Regions from separate parts of the Gossypium hirsutum genome. Here all the other regions are linked to region 1. Evidence: chromatin contacts called from public Hi-C data. All regions are on one chromosome and are shown on one strand. The core of a region is the stretch at or near the end of the contact, and the rest is flanking DNA. Distances in the headings are between cores, read along the strand shown.

The links. A called contact is a pair of places that touch in the nucleus more often than the background predicts.
Region 2: a contact with region 1 is called in a Hi-C map of leaf, with 2.7 times the contacts expected there. The contact joins the promoter of LOC107931696 here to the promoter of LOC107931702 in region 1. A contact is called at or near these places in 8 of 34 Hi-C or Micro-C datasets (leaf, petal and seedling).
Region 3: a contact with region 1 is called in a Hi-C map of leaf, with 6 times the contacts expected there. The contact joins the promoter of LOC107931703 here to the promoter of LOC107931702 in region 1. A contact is called at or near these places in 13 of 34 Hi-C or Micro-C datasets (anther, callus, leaf and 1 more).

What each region holds. Positions count from the first base shown.
Region 1 is chrA08:115,504,734-115,508,533 of Gossypium_hirsutum_v2.1, reverse strand. LOC107931702 (ubiquitin-conjugating enzyme E2-23 kDa) reads right to left here and starts at 1,733. Exons shown (of 3, transcript XR_001693293.2): 1 at 1,499-1,733; 2 at 1,213-1,297. LOC107931735 reads left to right here and starts at 2,835. Exons shown (of 4, transcript XM_016863669.2): 1 at 2,835-3,294; 2 at 3,394-3,574. The coding sequence starts at 3,178.
Region 2 is chrA08:115,750,907-115,754,706 of Gossypium_hirsutum_v2.1, reverse strand. LOC107931696 (thylakoid lumenal protein TL20.3, chloroplastic) reads right to left here and starts at 1,670. Exons shown (of 7, transcript XM_016863635.2): 1 at 1,268-1,670; 2 at 946-1,143; 3 at 827-856; 4 at 621-727. The coding sequence starts at 1,031.
Region 3 is chrA08:115,695,328-115,699,127 of Gossypium_hirsutum_v2.1, reverse strand. LOC107931703 (F-box/LRR-repeat protein 13) reads left to right here and starts at 1,679. Exons shown (of 4, transcript XM_016863639.2): 1 at 1,679-2,885; 2 at 2,991-3,149; 3 at 3,236-3,651; 4 at 3,739-3,800. The coding sequence starts at 1,896. The coding sequence ends at 3,760.

The DNA.
Region 1 (3,800 bases), core at 484-2,983:
ATTAAAACCAGATTTTGAAAGTGCATCTGCCATAACTTGATCTAATGTTTCCCTGGCCATAGTTTCTGTAATGTATCGAAAATTGACATATAAAACAATGGCATGAACTAACAAAAAATGAACAATGACTCTTCAGAAATGCACCAACTGAACTTCTAATTAACCGCATCTAACAATTTTGCTTAATCTCTAGTTACTTCCAAGATCCAATCAAAGAATAACTTTTTTTTCTTTTAAAGTATAAAAACCAACTATAGAGGAGTGTATTTTTATTCTATTTGTGAAATTACAGTACTCAAATGGAATTAGAGTCAAAGCCGAGAACTCTAGGCAGCTATGTAGCTTAATTCTTCATTTTGCATGAATATGAGTGTAGGATATGAATCTCCAAATACATGAAAAACTTGTGTCAAAATTGAACATATCCTTACAGGACACATACTTGTATCCAACACTCACAGGTGAGTCTGAGTAACCAACTGAATAGCCACAATCACAACAACAATCTAGCGCCGATTCAAAAAGAAAAACTCTAGCAGACATTATTGGCCTATTGCAGGATCGAATATTCCTTATTGATATCCCCATATTAAAAATTAAAGTACTCAAAAGCAAGCTAACTTAAATAGCCATCACCAAAAACCCAAATATGTACAAAGATTTCCTCTCTAATTTCACCAAAACCACTATAACCAAAATGTATAATCCAAAAAGAAGAAAAAGAAAAGAGTAGATACTCACAGGAGACTTAGGGAATATTTCAGATAATAATTTCTTGTAATGCTTAACAGGTTGTCGAGATCTTGACCTTAAAGCAGGACAACACACACATGCTTTTACAAGCTGGGAAAATCTTCATGGAGATGATCCCCAAATGAATGATAATTCGTGTAACCACAATCAAATATCAAAATGCATTCCATGCACTATCTAATCCTGTTTTTCACTAGTTCTTTAGAAGTTTCTAATGAAGAGACAACTTCAGCATTTTCACATAATCATGCTGCCAATAAAAACAAAATACTGCCTTTGTTTTTTTTTCTTCACAAATGTTAATCTTCGTGCTTTAATTATTCGAATATGAAACTATTTCTGTTAAATGCATGAAAAGTTTATTGTCTTTGGCTTCCAACTAAGAAAAATAAAGATGAGAACCCTAAGCTTAAAAATAACAATAAATAGAAAAAATTCAAAGGGAGGGAGTGAAATTACCGTCGACGCTGCCACCACCACTTCGTGCTCGAAGTCCCAGATTTCCCCATTCCGATATCTCTTGATTCCTTTTTGATGACTCTAACTACCAAAAAGTTCATATAGGGGAAATCAAAAATGCAGTGAAAAAGCTAAAAAAAAGTGTTGCAACTCTGCAACCAAAGGGTTTTATTGGTTTAAAAGGTAAAGAAAAAAAAAAGAAGGAACGAAGAATAGATTGACCTAGGTATTTTCTGCAATCAAAGGGAAAAAGGGAAACATAGAGATGAGGAAAAAAGAAAGTTACCTGTGAACTGAGGGAGAAGATGATGGTTCCAGTGTTGCTTCATTCTCTGTTAGAGGTGAGGGCAAAAATTGAAAAGGGGGAAAACTTTTTACTTCATATGGGAACGAATGGCTATTCAGTGGTGAGGGAACGGAATGGCTATTCAACATTTTCCCTGTAATACGCCCTGAATAGATTCTGGCTGTAATAGCATTACAGCAACCAAACTAATGTTTGGTGATGGGCCCGCCGAATTGGGCTGGAATCTATTCTTAAGCCCCCCAACCAAACATGATGTATGTGTTATGGATGAATAGATGCATAAAAAGCTATTAATATGGTTTATGGAATTTATATACTTATTATATAATATGTGGTATTATAAAATGAATCGTCATCTCTATCTATATAATTTGTATATATTGTGATACATTGTATTATGAAATGCACAATAACATCTAAAGTGGGGTTTCATGGGATCCATGTTAAATCTACAGTTATGGTTAAAAAATAGAAGAAAGATCTTGAAACTATTGGATGATCCCACGCTAAAAACTTAAAAATTGTGGAGGTAACTTTGAACCTTTTCAACCTGAAAGAAAGAGATGTGTTTTCTCTCCCACAACCACAATTAATTTCTCTTTTCCCTTTTTTTTTTATAAAACTTGTTGAATTGATTGAAACAAAATCCTAAATAGCGTAATCGATGGTAAATTGATATTAATTTTTGCCCTCTTAATTTCAACAACCAAAATTCTCCATCTCGGAATTCTCTTATATTAATTGACTCCGGTTAAATAACAATTCAATTTCTTATTAACATAGAAGAATGAAAGAGTTAGCTTTCGTCGTTCTGTCCTTAAATAATAGGGCTCGAGTTATAGCGTTTGCAACCATTTTTTTTTCTATTAAAAAAAAAACTGAAACGGTCAAACAAAAGCAAATAATCAAAGCAGTAATAATTCTACAATATAAATTAGGGGGCAAGAAGTTGACTTCCTCAGCAGAAACACATGGGTAGGACCTTGATTTACTGTTGTAGCTGCCTTATTTTACTTCTTTATCCTAATTCCAAATCTTTTCTTCTTTCAGTTTTTTTTTATAAAAATTCTATTATATTTAATTTCCATTTTTTCATGTTTCATAATACTTAACAAACCTATCATCACCTATCCCCCGACAAAAAAAGAAACTCATACTTTTCCCCTCCAATTTCATTAGCCAATTAAATATATTTGCAATTCCAACATACACAAACCAGATGGTTGGTTTAATAAAAAAATAAAATTATATACATGCGTACAGTGTATATATTTCTATAAAATCTCCCAGCTTCCCTTGTTAATATCTTTGAGACCTTACATATGTCTCGTCCGTATTGCTCTATAATTCTTTACTTTAGGGCCCCAAATTTTGATTAAAAACTCAAGTGTAAGCGACAAAGGGAGGCCCCCCCGAATATCTTCAATTTCGTTTTCAGGATCCATCATCCGAACACCTGCATGTTCTCTTAAAGAACGTATTTCAATTCAATACAAAACTTGCATTTAATGCTCCTTTGATGCTTCCATCATTACAAATACTTGGAAAAAGAAAAGAAACTTAACATTGCAGTAGCATCCCCAAACTGCATATCGTTTTTTTTTTTTTAAATCTTCTCTGTTTCTCGTCAGAACTAATTAAGCTCTAATTTCATAATCATGTCTTCCCTTGCGATATTATTTCTCCTTTATTTTTCTTTGCATGCATGCAATGCTCACCGTCTTGGTTTTTCTGCTGAAGAGAATGGCAATCATGTCGATTTTCTTGCCAGCAAGGTTAGTGCAGAAAAGATATTATTGACTTTATAGATTATAATAATTTTATGTTAAAATCTTGGTCTAGTAATAACTAAGTTATTAATTAATTTGATACAGGATGCCAATAAGTTGAAAGGCCATAAGTTAGAGATGGGGCCTTCAATCTCAAAGAAGCTACAAATACCAGAATTACAAGAAGTTAGGCCACATGGAAGGAGAATAATTGGTGCAAAAACTATGAAGCAAACAATTTCGGACTCTTTTCTGGCGAAAGAAGCTGTTCAAAATGCAATTTCAGGTTATATTCAAACTAATTATTATTCTCTTTTTTATTTGGAATTTATGTGCCTTTTCAACAGGAAATATACATGCAAATAATTCAAAAAAGATATCATTATTTAAACTAAATTTGAACTTTCTTCAAGCTTTACACCATTTATTATTCTTCAACACTTCTACAACTTGGTTGGCTCAGGAAATCTGTTGTTCTGTCGCATAATGATAAACCTCAATAATTCGTTGAT
Region 2 (3,800 bases), core at 421-2,920, 250 kb before region 1:
AAGGAAGGGATATGCCAAAGGTTAGAGGCTCAGTGGAGTTTAATGATCTATCAGAAACTTCTGAGCATGAAGCTATGGATTTAACAGAGGAAATAGCATCCAACTTCACGTCTCCACTCGACACAATAGATTCAACTTCTGGTTCTCCCAATGGCTATAGAGGAAGGGGTTCCCCAAATAGGGAGGAGGGTATCTTGGAATCAACTAGTTTTAAGCTGAAAGGATTTAGTCATAAGCTGTCTGATGCAGAAGATCCCTTACTTGAAGCACAAAGTGATTCAGAAAGATTCTCCACAAATTCTCGCCAGAACTCTGAAAGCTTATCAAGCCAATGTCCAAATACTACAGAAAAGAGGGTACCAAATAGCCCAAGGAGTAAAAAGAGAAGCGCCTCCAGGTCTAGCACAACCAGGGATACAAACAAAAGGAAAAGAGAGAAGACTTTTCTCCAAAGTTGGGCAAGTTCGAGCTTCTAGATAATTTCATGAGTTACAAATAGATTATAATTTTCATTTAGTTTTGTTTGATTTGATGGAAAAAAAATTGTCATTATGTGTACTTGTATGTGTTACAAATTATCATGGATGAAGTAAACTAATTTCGTTTGGCAGAAAATTTACCTGTGAAATTTGCTCTGTATGCAACTGCTTTCTCAAGGTATGCACCATTGAAGGTTGAACCACTGAAATCAGATTCCCTCATATCAGCAGATGTGAAGTTTGCCCTTCTGTTTCAACCATTTAGATTTCGGATTGATTATGAGCACTAGTGAATCCTCAGTTTGATTGCCAAGAAGTAATTGAAATTCTTTACTTTGAAAAGTTACCTGAAATTTTCGTTCACGTGAACAGCTTTTCTGCACGACATAAGACAGAAAATCAAACCCTTCCTAAACCAAAAACAGAGATGTTGAGCATATAATTTAGATGTTGTAATAAAACGCACTTCAAATCCGCAGAACCAAACTGTGCAGCAGATCCGATACCAAATTCACCACGAGTTTCTGCCTCAAACTTATTAAGTTCAGCCATAGCAGAGATATCAGAGCCAAAACAACTATGGCTGCTGCCAATGCTGTTGAAAGCAAGGGTTTCCAGATCTTAAACTTAGCATCCCTAACTTCATACGTATTGTTGGAACAATCTTCCTTTTTCAAAGGAAAACTATGTTAAAATTGAGTACCTAAAAATGATAATAATAATAATAATAATAATAATAATAATAATTGATGAAACGAACAAGCAGAATCAAGATATCATTTACTCACCGCTAATTCGAGCTTTGATTTCTGAATTATTAACCTGGCAATAGACGCCAAAACGTTTTGAGAATGAGGGAAGATGGCGGGATGAAGCTTTTGAAGAAGAAGAAGAAGAAGAAATACTAATTAGAGGGTTGATGGATAAAGAGGAGAGTGAAGGCACTGCCATTTACAGGTAGTGGTTTGGTTTCTTGTTGTTACGAAGAAGAGGAAGCTGGTTCAGATGGGCATAGTGGCAGTTTTGATATTAAAATGTTTGCTCCAATTTTATCCACTTGTTTTTGCAGTAACGGGACTGGTTGGGATTAACACACGTCTCTTGCTTGTTTTTCATTGGATGTTGCCTTTCCATCTGTTTATTCTGGGGGAATTTTAAAGTTTAATATTTTCTTCCTGAAAAAAATATCATGAATTTGAATTTTTACTCGATTATCATATTCAACGAAGGTGGGGAACTGGTTACACAAATTTACAACTTAATCCTTATATCTTTACTTTTACAAATTTAATCTCTTTATTTTTTAAAATTTTTAAAATTTAAGTTCAATTATTAATACAAATATTTTTTAAAAAATTTATTGATGTGACATTTGAAAATAAAAAACCTTACTTCATAGTCATATAACTAAAAAGATGACTTTGTAATAAACTAAAATTTGACAAAATAATTTTAATTGTATTAATTAAAATCTAAAAAATAAAAAGACTGAATTCTAAAATTTATAAAGAGTTAAGGTCCTTATGCTATATTTTAACAAAAAAAAAAAACTCTATAACTAACAAATTGATGGAAAATCCTGTTATCATATAGTGGATCAGTGTGGACCTTCAGTTCAGGTTTTTAAATGGATCCTTCACATTATATAATTGGCTTACTTTACAATTTGGACTTTGAATTATACTCAATTTTCTATTTTGATATCTAAATTTTTTTTATTACTAATTGATATTTAAAATATCAATCACTTCTCAATTTGAATCTAAGATATGCTTTCGTTATATTTTTTAATTCATTTTTTGACAGACGTTAAAAAGAATCTAATGACCAATCACAAAGTGGAGATTTTATGTAAAAAAATAAATAGTTTCTTTCATTAAACATATATACTCATTAAAAAACATGAAACAAAAATAAATATATAACAATTAGGAAAATATATATAATCTAGAAAAAAATATAAATTATAAAAAATTATAAAAATAAAATTTACAAAAAATACGATAATTAAAAAGAAATTAGTTGAAATTAATAATATATTACAAAAAATGTAAAAAAATGTAAAAATTATTTAGAAAAGTTTGAAAATAAAATTCTTTTATAAAATTCTATAAAGTATTTAAATTTCAAGTTTTTTTTCTTTTGCAATTACTTGAAATTTAAATACATTTTTAATTTTCATAAAAAATTAATTTTTATATATTATTTTTAATTTTTAAAATTTATAATTATATATTTTAGAATTTTATAAAAAATATTTTCTTAAAATTTTTATATATTAATATAAATTTTTACAATTTTTATCAATATAATATATATAATATTAAAAAAGGAAACGTGGTGTATATTGTTATATTTGTTATCAATAAAATTTAATATTTTTATTTTTAAAAAAATTTAATTGTCATGTGGTATTTTTTCATTTGTCAAAATAAGTCACATTGTACTTTTCCATTGGCCAAAGTGGGTTAATAGATTTTTCTTAAAGGCCCTTACAAAATTGACCAAAAATAGAGAAAATTGATACTTAAGGTACCAAATTAGAAAACAAATGTTTCAGTACCAAAGTGAAAAATTAAATATACTTTAAGAATTAAACAGTAAATTATGCCTATATAATTTATCGGGCAGAAGATGTGTAGCAACAAGCCTGCCTCTCTAGTCTCTATTACAATAAATTTGTTTTATCATTATTAGATTTGGTCGTGCTGGATTATTTATTAAAATTATTATATTTTAAAATTAATTAATTTAAAGATAATTTTAAGTAAAAAATTATTTTTAGTGTCAATAATTTATTAGTATAAATAAAAATAAAAGAATAATTTAGTGGACTTTTTTTATATATATAAAATGATGTATCTTTATTTGATAAGCTTTCTGTAAAAAAAAATAGAACGCCGGTAATGATAATATATCGCAAAGAAAAGAGAAATAAAATAAACAACACACAAATTTTTACATGAAAACTATTTCGGGAAAAAACCACGGGCAGAGAAGAAAAAAATCACTATGTCGAATTCGAATTAATTACAAGAGGAATAGACTGTCAATTTATAGGCTTGTAAAATCGTATTCTAATAGGAGTGTAGTAAGATTGAAACACCTTATTTAAATCAATATCAAATGGATGGAGTTTAATAAGGTTTAAAAAACCTTATTCTAAAATAAAATAAAAGAAGTGTAGTTCTATAGAGATTTTACTTTTATTTTATTTTACCACTGTATTTTATTTAAATAAGGATTCGGGTCACTTAATTCTAACAATCTCCACCTTGACATGAATTTTCAATGAATAAGTTCTTCATCGCGAACTCTCAA
Region 3 (3,800 bases), core at 430-2,929, 190 kb before region 1:
CAGTCTCCTATCCAGGTTCATGCACTATTGCAATGTGAACCATTTTCAAGCTGCAAAGAGAGTTCTCAGGTACATCAAAGGAACTCTGAGCTTTGGAATTATGTTCACCAAGGTTGACACAATAAAGCTTGTTGGTTTTACTAATAGTGATTGGGCAGGATCAACTGATGATATGAAAAGCACTTCAGGGTATCTGTTTACCCTTGGATTAGCTGTTTTTTGTTGGAGTTCAAAGAAACAATCCATTGTTGCTCAATTAACAGCTGAAGCTAAATATGTTGCAGCTGCATCAGCTGTTAATCAAGAAATTTGGTTAAGAAAGCTAATGGCAGATATGAACTTACATCAAAGAGAAGCAATAGAGATCAGAAGTGATAATCAATCTGCTGTTGCAATTGCAAAGAATCCAGTATTTCATCGCAAAACAAAATATTTTAAGATCAAGTTTCATTTTGTTAAAGAAGTGGAATAATCTCAAGAAATCAAATTGGTTCATTGCAGTTTTGAAGATCAGTTAGCTGATATATTCATAAAACCTCTTGGTGTACCAAGGTTCGAGAATTTGAGAGCTAGATTAGGAGTTTGCAGCATGGAAGCCAAGAAGGAATGTTAAAAGATGGCTTTCATGCAGACCATAGCAGTTCGAGCCATGCAAGTTGCAGCTGAAGAATATGTTGCTGTTTTGTTACTTTTTAGTTGATGTTTTTGCTACTTAGTTACACTAGAACTAAGTATGTAAGGGATTTGATGCAATTTGGTGCTGATAGATTTGATAAATCATCTTAACCAAGTGTGTAAGCAAAGTTTTGTACGTTTCAAGACTTTGTTAGTGGAGTTAGGTGTGTTTAGGCAATATTTTCATCTTTTTGACAAGTTGATTACTTGATATATGTAATGCTTTGTTTCAGAAATGAGATGATGAATCATTCACCAGAATTCTCTTCTTGTTTTGGTTCTTATTGAGTAATCTGTTCTTGTTACAATTTAAGTCGATTTCCTTGTTTGTTCAGCAAGTTACAGTAGCTTCTAGCTCAAGACTTTGCTGTGATTTCTTGATCTGTTTTCTAAGTTCCTACAAAATAAAAAATAAAAAAAATCAAACACCAGATTTAACCTCATCAACCTTTGACTTCTTTATCAACTTCATATCCGATTTAGTATCCTATAACGATTTTCTAATAGCCATTTGTTTTGGTCTTGATCCAACACCAAAAACATTTCATGAAAGGAGTCTCATCAACCCCCACTCCGCCTTTGACAATCGCTTCTAATTCTATTTAGTTCCATGGTAACTAGCTCATCAATAATCTCTTTATCGTCCCTGTTGATCTCAACCCAGTTTAAGAACTCTGGTTTGCTACTACATATCAGGTGTTTTGCTTTGTCTCACATATTCCTTTCTAATTATTTTCCCCAACAGTTCCATATCAATGTATTTTGGTTACATTAGAGTGGTCCATGTCTATCTCCCTGATAAAATCATTGACCGCACAATCAGTATGCCTATTGTGTTGGGCCCTGTTTCTCACTTATATTAAATCCATTTGGGTGGAAACTGAATCCAGCCCAGTACATTGGATTGCTTTGCTCCGTGCTCGCTCTTTAATGAATGACAATTTCCTACCTTAAGTTATGGGTATATTAAGTCGATTTTATACAACTGGAAATAAAATTTACTGGTGTCAACTGAAACTGCTATTAATCAGTTAATTAAAGGGGAAAAAATGATCGACCAAAAACAGAAAAAACCGAAGTGTCTTTCCATGTTTATTTTTTCTTTCATTCTTGTTCTTGTTTTCTTTTAGAAAGAGTGGATTCCCATTTTATACTTGATTAAACAATCTTCTTGCTTTCTTTGTTTCCAGTTTGTAGTCGTTGGATTTTGTTGATCAAAGATGGAAGTTGTCATGGATTCTAGTCTTCGTCGTCTTGTGAACAGAAGGCTGGAATGGTTGGAAATGACCAAGGATCAGGTTTCAGATTGGAACGCCGGAACAAGTCGTAGACGAGACCGACTCAGTGCATTACCTAATACAGTGCTTTCCCGCATTCTATCCAAGATGCCCATGGACTCGGTTGTCCGAACCAGCATCTTAAGTAAAAGGTGGAGTAATCTCTGGAAGCACACCCAAGGCGTAGATTTCCACAGTTTACCCTTCTCCGATAACCAAGCCGACTATTCTCCAATTACTCGCTGCTTAGACCTCCTCCTATCTCCTCAGATCATAAAATTCACCACTGTTGGCCACGTTAGCGAGCGTTCTAACCCTGATGTACAAAGATGGGTCAATTTTGCACTCTCCAAGAACGTCCGTCAACTGACGATAGGCCTCATGTCAGTTTCTTTAGCAAGGAGATTCTTTCAGTTGCCAGATTCTCTTTTCTCCAATCGAAGTAAAATACTGGAGCACCTTGTTTTAAGCTTTGTTGACTTTAAACCACCTCGTCCTGGTCAACCTATTGCTGCGTCAGTCTTTTCTTCTCTTAAGCTTCTTGTTCTCACCCACTGCAAACTTGCAGATGCGACTGTGGATTTGTTCCTTCGTAAATGCGTCCCTCTTGAGGAATTGGTCATTAATATGTGTGAGGGGCTTAAGAATGTTAACATCAGTGGTCCAAATCTTAGGCTGATTAGTTTTAGGTGTCTTGAAGATAGTGATGATGGGGAGTTCAGGTCATTACGTGTTGATGCTCCACTTGTCGGAAACCTGGTTTACTCAGGTGACTTGACCAAATTTTATTTGAACAACTGTCCGGTATTACAAATTTTACTCTTGCAAGGGAGGGAGGAACCAATGAATGAGGCATATACTGTCCACGTTAGAGAATTGATCGATCAAATCAGGCATGTGAACACTATGATTCTAAATTTTGCGGTTGTGGAGGTACCTTTTGTTTCGTCTTATTTTTCATACATTGTTTTAATCTTGCATATTCTTGGATATATAGTTGTTTCTGATATATATATATATTGCTTTGGTATAAATAAGTTCGTCGCAAAAGAGTACTACACAAGAGGCATCCCATTCCAAACATTCCAAAATCTCACGCATGTTTTTTGGTATGGTCCACTAAAATCTCCAAATGCGGTTTACAACCTGGTTGCCTTCTTAGGGGATTGCCCCTCTCTCATAGAAATTGCAGTAGATGTAAGTTCTGGACCAATACTTTTAAAACTTAATTGAAATTAATGATGCTTTTCTTATAATTACGGGTTAGTGAAATGAATGAACAGTTTCGGGAGGAAAGTGGGGCTGTGTTCTGCCAATGTATAAGCGAAGGTCACGTGGCAGATGAATATGAGGAGGGCGAGAGTTCACAACGTAATCCGTACGAAGTTGGAAATCTGGAAAAGCTGGAAATAGCTGAGGTGAGATGCTTTTCAGGATTTGATGGTGAAATGCTGTTGGTGAGGTTGCTGTTGGAGAAGGCTGTGAATCTTCGAAAACTATGGCTGTTTTGGCGGCTGGGTGATCTGAGTGTGATGCATGACAATGTGTTACAAGATATTACTAAATCTGGCTACCCTCAACAACTTTCTGATACAATCCAGGAAGAAGCTAATTCTATTATAGCAACCATCCTTAATTTTCGTAAAGCTTCTCCTCGTGTTCGAATCAAATTTGGACAAGAATGGCGAATTGAATCCTGGTGGCTACTATTCAACTCCTTAATTACTTGTTGCCAAATCAATCAATGCTTAATTCTAACCAATATTTATTCTGTTTATCATTTCAGGAGACGTCATTTTGGCGACTAGAATTTCATGTTCTCTGTATTGAAGAATCAATGATCGAATT